2 separate regions of the Gossypium hirsutum genome follow, and region 2 is linked to region 1. Evidence: chromatin contacts called from public Hi-C data. All regions are on one chromosome and are shown on one strand. The core of a region is the stretch at or near the end of the contact, and the rest is flanking DNA. Distances in the headings are between cores, read along the strand shown. Region 1 overlaps LOC121214653 (DNA repair protein RAD16). Region 2 holds the start of LOC107933377 (serine/threonine/tyrosine-protein kinase HT1).

Region 1 (3,564 bases), core at 921-3,420:
GTTATATTTAACATGGTTTTCTTTTGGACATTCTGAAATGATTAGAGTGAAGAAAATTTCGGCTAAATGTGTAGGCTTAATTATCCCTTCTATGGCATTTTACATTCACATCCAGTTTAGGTACCTTCAGAGGTAAGCTAACATAAGTGATTCTCCTGTACAATGTCTTCTTGTTGATGCATCTTGGATAGTAGTTCTGCTTTGTTTGGTTTGTATATTTTCCCTTATGCAATTGTAGCTTTGTTACTGAAACCCTTTTCTTTTGATTGTTATTTACTATTTCTGTGAATCTGATTATATTTGTACAGTTCATCAACACAATGCCCAAACTGCCCCCATAATTCTGTGAGGCATTTTTGTTGGTGGAATAAGGTGAGTTTTGCAATCCTTTAGATTTCCTTTAGTGTTGGTCCTGATAATATGTTAAAAGGCATTTTTTTCTGAATTATCTTTATATCTTAGTACGTGGCTACGCCAATACAACATTATGGAAATGGTGAGATCGGGAAAAGAGCTATGATATTGCTAAAACACAAAATTTTGAAGAACATCGTCCTAAGACGTACCAAGAAAGGCAGGGCTGCTGATCTTGCTCTTCCTCCTAGAATTGTAAGTGCTTTTGATACGTACATATTCTCAGACATGGGTTTGCACAAATGCAAACACAATCTCTAGTAAATGATGGAGTTCTGTTAATTCTTAATATACCTATGTGCTTCTGTTGCCAATGCACCCATTCTGCAGATTTCCTTGAGACGGGACGCCATGGACATTAAAGAAACCGACTATTATGAATCTTTGTACAGTGAAAGTCAGGCACAATTTAACACGTAAGTTACCATATAGCTCTTTAGCTTTTGATGGTTGAATTGATTGAGCACCTACCGTGCAACTCTTGGTTGACAAAGATATTTATTCTCAGAAATACTTGCATGCTGTTCAAATGAAAAGATTAAGAAATCCTAGTTAGCTAGGTATGGATTGTTAATATCTCCACTGACCACTTGGCATTGTCTACTGGTATCTCTTTCTCTTAGCAAGGTTTTGACATCCTAATTAGGATGTGTTAGCTTATTAATTTTAATGAGCTAGTAACGAGCTAGCTGGTTACTGGACCATTGTATTTTTGTTTAACATCATAGTGTACCTTATTTTTCATAGGCGTCTTTTGCTCTATGTTTGAATTCACTTGAATCTTCACTACTATGTTGTGGTACCGTCTATCCATCAAGGATATAGGCCATTCCCCATCACATCGAAATGGGGATTGTTCATATATTTATTAGTGATATGAAAAATCTAGTTCAAGCTACGCTCGATGTTTTCTTAGATACATGATCATTAAACCATGGTTTTTCCTTTTATGGTATTAAGCTTTATTCTTTTCTGTTTTTAATTTTCTGCTCTTCTTACAGATATGTTCAAGCAGGAACTGTAATGAACAATTATGCTCACATTTTTGACCTCCTCACACGCTTGCGGCAGGTGAGTATATCTTTATTTCTTCAATGGATGAAACATTCTTCTACCCTGTATTCTTTTATTCTTTTCCTATGTGGGTTAATGAAACAGTTAGGCATATCGAATAATTTATTCTTCTACTCTGTATTAATGATGGCCTACAAGATATAATATTGGATCTGATAGTCTTACAAAATGATATGATAGGGTTATACTCGTATAGGTTCAACCTCTTTCTAATTTGCTTACATATGCAAGCACATATTTTGGAATTTGGATTCGGTAGAGCATAAATATTTTTTAATTACTAAATCTCTTGATAATAAATGGCATATCCTTGAACCGATGGCTTTTTTGTTTTGTTTCAATTGATTATTGACTTATGCATGAATCCTATGTGTTTGTATTCCAAACTTCATAAGCTTTAATTCTAGTTGATATTGCCCTTTTTTTATGAATTTCAGTATGTGTAATTGTAGTCTGGATCAGAACTTTTTTTTTTTGTTATATATTTTATTATTTGTAGGTAATTTTCTAAAAGGTATTATTGAGTGAGGAAATATCCGTGAATTTTTGAAGATGATATGGTCACCCCTTCAAGGTGTGATACTACCAAAGGGATGATTATCACTTGGTGTCTGTTTGGCACAGTGGAAAGATGTGGGGATGCCTCTCACTGCCCTGGACCCCAGTGAATTGAATGGTGTCCAGGTGGAACTGGGAGGTGCTCCCCACCGCAACTACCCACTGTGCCATATGGGCACATTGATAATACCCAGACGTTGATCCTTTCACTATCATCCTTATCACCCATAGCAAATACATCCAGATTAGACCTTTATCTAAGAAAATGAAATACGGTATTTGAAATTTTTATGCTGATCTGTTAAACCGGTGTTTTTGTGCAAAATTCTAGGCTGTTGATCACCCTTACCTTGTAGTATATTCGAGTACTGCTGCACAAAGAGCTGGAAACATGGTAAATGGTGATAGGAATGATGATGAACAAGTTTGTGGCATTTGCAATGATCCTGCAGAAGATCCAGTGGTGGGCTACCCTTTCTGTTTGTTCTGTTTAGTATTTTCTTCCTTTAGTTCTTCCTGGCACTATAAGCATGTAAAGGTCAAAACAGTTACACTAATCCATCCTCCCGTGGTCATATTTGAGCAAATCTTAAGAATAAGATGTCATTAAAAAGATAAGAATAAAATAATCACTACAAATGTGCAACCGTGAAAGCATTTTGTTTGAATGTCCTGATTCTGATTGTTTCAGGTTACAGCATGTGCACATGTCTTCTGCAAAGCTTGTCTGATTGATTTTTCTGCCTCCCTGGGAAATGTCTCATGCCCCTCATGCTCAAGATTACTTACTGTTGATCTGACTACGAATGCAGATGGAGGGCAATCTAGCAAAACAACACTGAAGGGGTTTAAATCCTCAAGTATTCTGAACAGAATTCAATTAAATGATTTTCAGACGAGCACTAAAATAGAGGCTTTGGTATGACTTACTGGGATTCATTAATTGCTAAAAAGTTGCTAGACTATTTTGAGAGGATAACATTTGTACTATATACACAACCATGGTTTGCATTATGTCATTAATGGCTATTATATATCTCTCCTTTATCATTATTGACATGACTTTACTGGACAGTTTAGCAGAAACTTCTTATTAATGTGGTTAGAAATTTCATCTGATAGCCTGCTTGGAGTTCCCATTTGGCTTGTTCTTCATATAGTAAATTCTTATGTAAACCTCAATGACTAGCAGTGTCTTTATGTGTAAACTATGTTTCTATCAAAGTCGCAAAACTTGGTATTTTGAACTTCAATATTGTCACGTGTAATGCTGCAGTAATTTTGTGTCACCTTTTTAATTCACAGCAGTGCTATTCATAATAGAAATTAGCAGCAGCTGCATTTCTTTGTCAATATAAGTGGATGATAACAAAGATAAATGACAGAACGTTATTGACAGAATTAGTGTTATTACTTTCACTGTTGAGTGATGATTATTATGACCTGCGGCAAATTTGCCTCTATTGCATGGCATATTCATATTGTTCACTGTTTATCTCTTCATCCTCTCTGCTAACA
Region 2 (3,801 bases), core at 1,165-3,664, 170 kb before region 1:
TGATACATTGATAATGAAATTTTTAGAATAATAAAGAGAATAGTTGTTATATAATAAAAGCGTTTGTAGATTTTTTTTATGGTCAGTGTATAAAAAATAATAAATTAAATTTCAAAATTACATTTAACTTTGATCAAATGTGCAATTCAATACATGAATTTTGATTTGCTCTAATTATATATATAAAACTTTAATTTTCATTCAATTCTATACATGAAACTTTGATTTTCTCATTTAATTGTACATATTTTTAAAAAATATAAAATTATTTTCATATTAGATAAATGTAGTTTTTTATATGCATTTTATAAACATACAATAAATTTTGATTTTGTGTAAAATGATACATGAATTATAATTTTATGTAACTATATATATAACTTGAATTTTAATTCAATTGTAATTTACATTTAATTATAAATATGTATAATAATGCCACCTTAATACAAATAATAATTTTTGAAATTTGAATTAAAATAAAAAAAATTATTACATTCTACATTAAATAAAAAAATCATTTATATTCTATTTTATTTTCTTTCTAAAGTAAAATGATTGCAAATTATTAGGTAACATGTACCACTCTAATGTAAAACTTGACATTTGACAAACAAAAATTGTTGTTTTAGTACAACAAACTACATTTTATCCAATAAGTAAGTTTGTTTTAATATATATATATATATATATATATATTACCTTCTTTCATTTGAAAGTCTACTTTATTTTTTTGAAATATATTATTTTATGTTATTGTTGGTATATATTTTATAAATAGATTTAAATGAAATTCTTTTCTAAATTAAATAAATTTGAATCAAACTAACCTGAACTATCAAAATTCCACCAACAAGTTTGTTTGTTTTTTCCTCCTCAGGTTTGCTATTTAAAAAGTAGTATATATTTGGTCAATTAATCTTAGCAATTTATATATGTATTTACATTAGAGGTGCTCATGGCCGGGTGGCCCGGCCCGGCCCGACGGCCTGCCCGAAATATGGGAGGGTTTGAGTAAAAATATAGGCCCGAAATATAGGCTTGGGAAAAAAACGATGCCCGTTTAGAAAACGGGCCTGGCCTCGGGCACCACTTTTTTGGCCCGGGCCCGGCTTGACCCGGCCCGATATAATACATATATTTATTTTTTAAAATTTTTAATTTTAAAATATTTTTAAAATACTTTTTTATTATTATTTTTTAATTTTAAAATATTTTTAAAATACTTTTTTTAATTTTTAAAATAAATTTTTGGTATTTATTAAAAAATGGGCCAGGCCTGGGCTTATGATTTTTTCTCGGGCCAGGCCTGGGAAAAATTTTAGGCCCATATTTCGAGCCGGGCCGAAATTTTTTATGGGCCCGGCCCATGAGCACCTCTAATTTACATTATATCTGGACCTGATCATAGTTTCACTCAAAATATAAAAGGGTTTGAGTAAAAATATAGATTCAAAAAATGATTTTGAATAAAAAATGAGGCATGTTTTTCAAACGGATTGAGCATCGGGTATGTTTTTTGGGCTCGGCCCAAATCGAATTTGCAAAAAAGAAAAAATCTTGTTGCTTTTTACTATTGTTTTCGTTGTTTTATCACTGTTTTGGTGTCGTTTCGTAATTTTATTGTTAATATTTTATTATTATTGTTTAAATATTGTATAATTCTTGTTTTATTGTTAATTTTGTTACCATTTTAGAGATATTTGCTTGCTAAGTTGTACCTATCTTAGTGTTATTTAATTGTCAATAATTTTTTAAATTTATTTTTAATTTGTTGGGAACAATTTATTTTAATGTTTTTAGTGATTTGATGCATTATATTTTTAATTTGTTTTTATATAAAAATAATAATATAAAAAAAGTTTTAATATGGGCTGGTTGAGTCGGACCGAACTTGAGTTTTAGCATTTTTATCATGATTGAAATTAAATAAAAATTTAAACCCATTTTCCAGTCCGAGCCCGAGCCTAAAATTTTATTTAGACCCGATCGGAGCCATGATGACCTCTAATTATATCCAATATAACTTTTTGTAAATGTTTAAAATATTATATTTTATAATATAATAATATTCATATTATATAAAATCTTATATATTTAAAGTGATCTATTTTTGCTCTAAAGGTTTACACAAAACAATAATGCAAAATTGACAAGAGAAGTTTGGAATTGAAATGTAGGGGCAGTGAAAGCAATTGAAAAGAACAAAGTAGGCCGACGGAGAGAGGGGCAAAAAGGGAAAAAAGAAGAGAAAATGGCGGGGTGAGAAAATAAAGAGAGAGAGAGGGGTAAATATGAAAAGAGAATGGGCAGAAGACTGAAAGTCATAATCAGAAAGACCCAGATTGTCTCCTCAGAAGTGGATCTTCGCACGTTATCAATGTTTGCCGACTCTTCAACCGTTGATTAATAAAATAACATTATCTTTCTTTTTTGTATCATTTAGGTGAATAGCTTACAAATATACGTAGAAGTATATTTTAATAAGTACAAAATGAAAAATTGTGATGAATTAATCCTGATATTAAGTTTGTGGTTGGAATATGAATATCCTAATTAATCTAAAATTATGTTTTTATCATCACTAAACCGTTATCAGTGTAATACCAAGCTAATAAACCATCATTTTAAATGAAATTGCACGTATAATCTCTCGCTCGCTCTCTTTTTAAGCATTTTAATTAGTTATTTTCCTTCTCTTCTACCTTTTTTCACTCTTCTCTCTTTTTAAGCTGATATGCCTGTCTTTCATTCAAGTCATAATCAAATCAAATCTTTGATGCAAATATAGTTCTTTAGCGACCTTTCGGTAAGACAATCTTCCAAAGATGCTCGGTGCATCGGAATATTATTCATTGGGAAGAGGATCTACCATTAATTACTACACGCCTCAAGCTCTGCAACAACTGAGAAGATTCTACTCTGCAATTAAAAAGGAATCACCACGAGGTATGTGAACCTTCTTTGGCTTTCATTTTAATGCAAAATGAATTGGATATTTAACTGAAATGATGGTAGAATCCAACGCAAAATCAAGAAATGAGGTCCCCATTTAGGCCATGAACTTCCGTTTCTTCCACCTAGCATTCATTTCTCTTTTTCCCCTTCTCAAAGTTTAGCGTTTTAATTGGTGAGCTTCTCTAATCGCTTCTTGGTCTATCACTCCCGTATTTCTACATTTTCTCCTTTATTTTTTAGTCATTAAAAAACTCACAAGTCTTTCCTCGGCTGCACCCTCAACTCTGTCTTAGCCCCCGCGAGCCGAGGAGATCGCTGTTCCTTGGCTTGCTCCCTAGGACGCACTCGCTCTCGGCTTCCGCCTGGTTTGGCTCAGTTCAGCCGCCGAGGACTAGTGTTGGTAGATCTGCGTCGTTCCGGGCTCTGGCACCCTTCAGAATGAGTGTTCTTTTATTTTGATGTTGCGGAGGTAAACAAAATTCCAGAAAATTTACATCTTTGTTTCTTCACTTATTGGACTTTTAACAACCAGAAGCTGCTTCATTGTTTAAGTCCTTATTTGTTATTAATCAATTAAATTTTGATAATTGTTTTAAAATCAATATTCAAATACAAGTAATGGTTAGGGTTATGAAAGGGATAAGAGGGAAAAAGAGAGAAGAAAATAAATAACGGAAAAAGAAAAAAAAGAATTAAAATGCTTAAAAAGAAAAAGTCTAGGGACTAAATGTGAAATTTGACCTAAAATATTTGCTTGAAACTGTTAAAATTAAAGTTAAATTACCAAAACACAAATTAAACTAATTTACCAAAAGAATCATCCACTCAGATATGATGGTTAAGAGT

The links. A called contact is a pair of places that touch in the nucleus more often than the background predicts.
Region 2: a Hi-C map of leaf shows a contact between it and region 1, with 2.0 times the contacts expected there. The contact joins the promoter of LOC107933377 here to the enhancer-like site in region 1. A contact is called at or near these places in 4 of 34 Hi-C or Micro-C datasets (hypocotyl and leaf).

What each region holds. Positions count from the first base shown.
Region 1 is chrD02:39,230,182-39,233,745 of Gossypium_hirsutum_v2.1, reverse strand. It overlaps LOC121214653 (DNA repair protein RAD16), which reads left to right. Exons shown (of 16, transcript XM_041088541.1): 6 at 309-372; 7 at 463-609; 8 at 745-830; 9 at 1,416-1,485; 10 at 2,378-2,509; 11 at 2,738-2,965. Among protein-coding and RNA genes, the nearest start is that of LOC121214652, 4.5 kb to the right of the region's middle. Within about 2 kb of position 2,170, at least 1 of the 9 cell types and tissues checked has an H3K27ac peak or open chromatin away from gene starts, as enhancers often do. A contact at or near this core is called in leaf, where this site is marked.
Region 2 is chrD02:39,397,943-39,401,743 of Gossypium_hirsutum_v2.1, reverse strand. It overlaps LOC107933377 (serine/threonine/tyrosine-protein kinase HT1), which reads left to right and starts at 2,414. Exons shown (of 4, transcript XM_016865578.2): 1 at 2,414-2,946.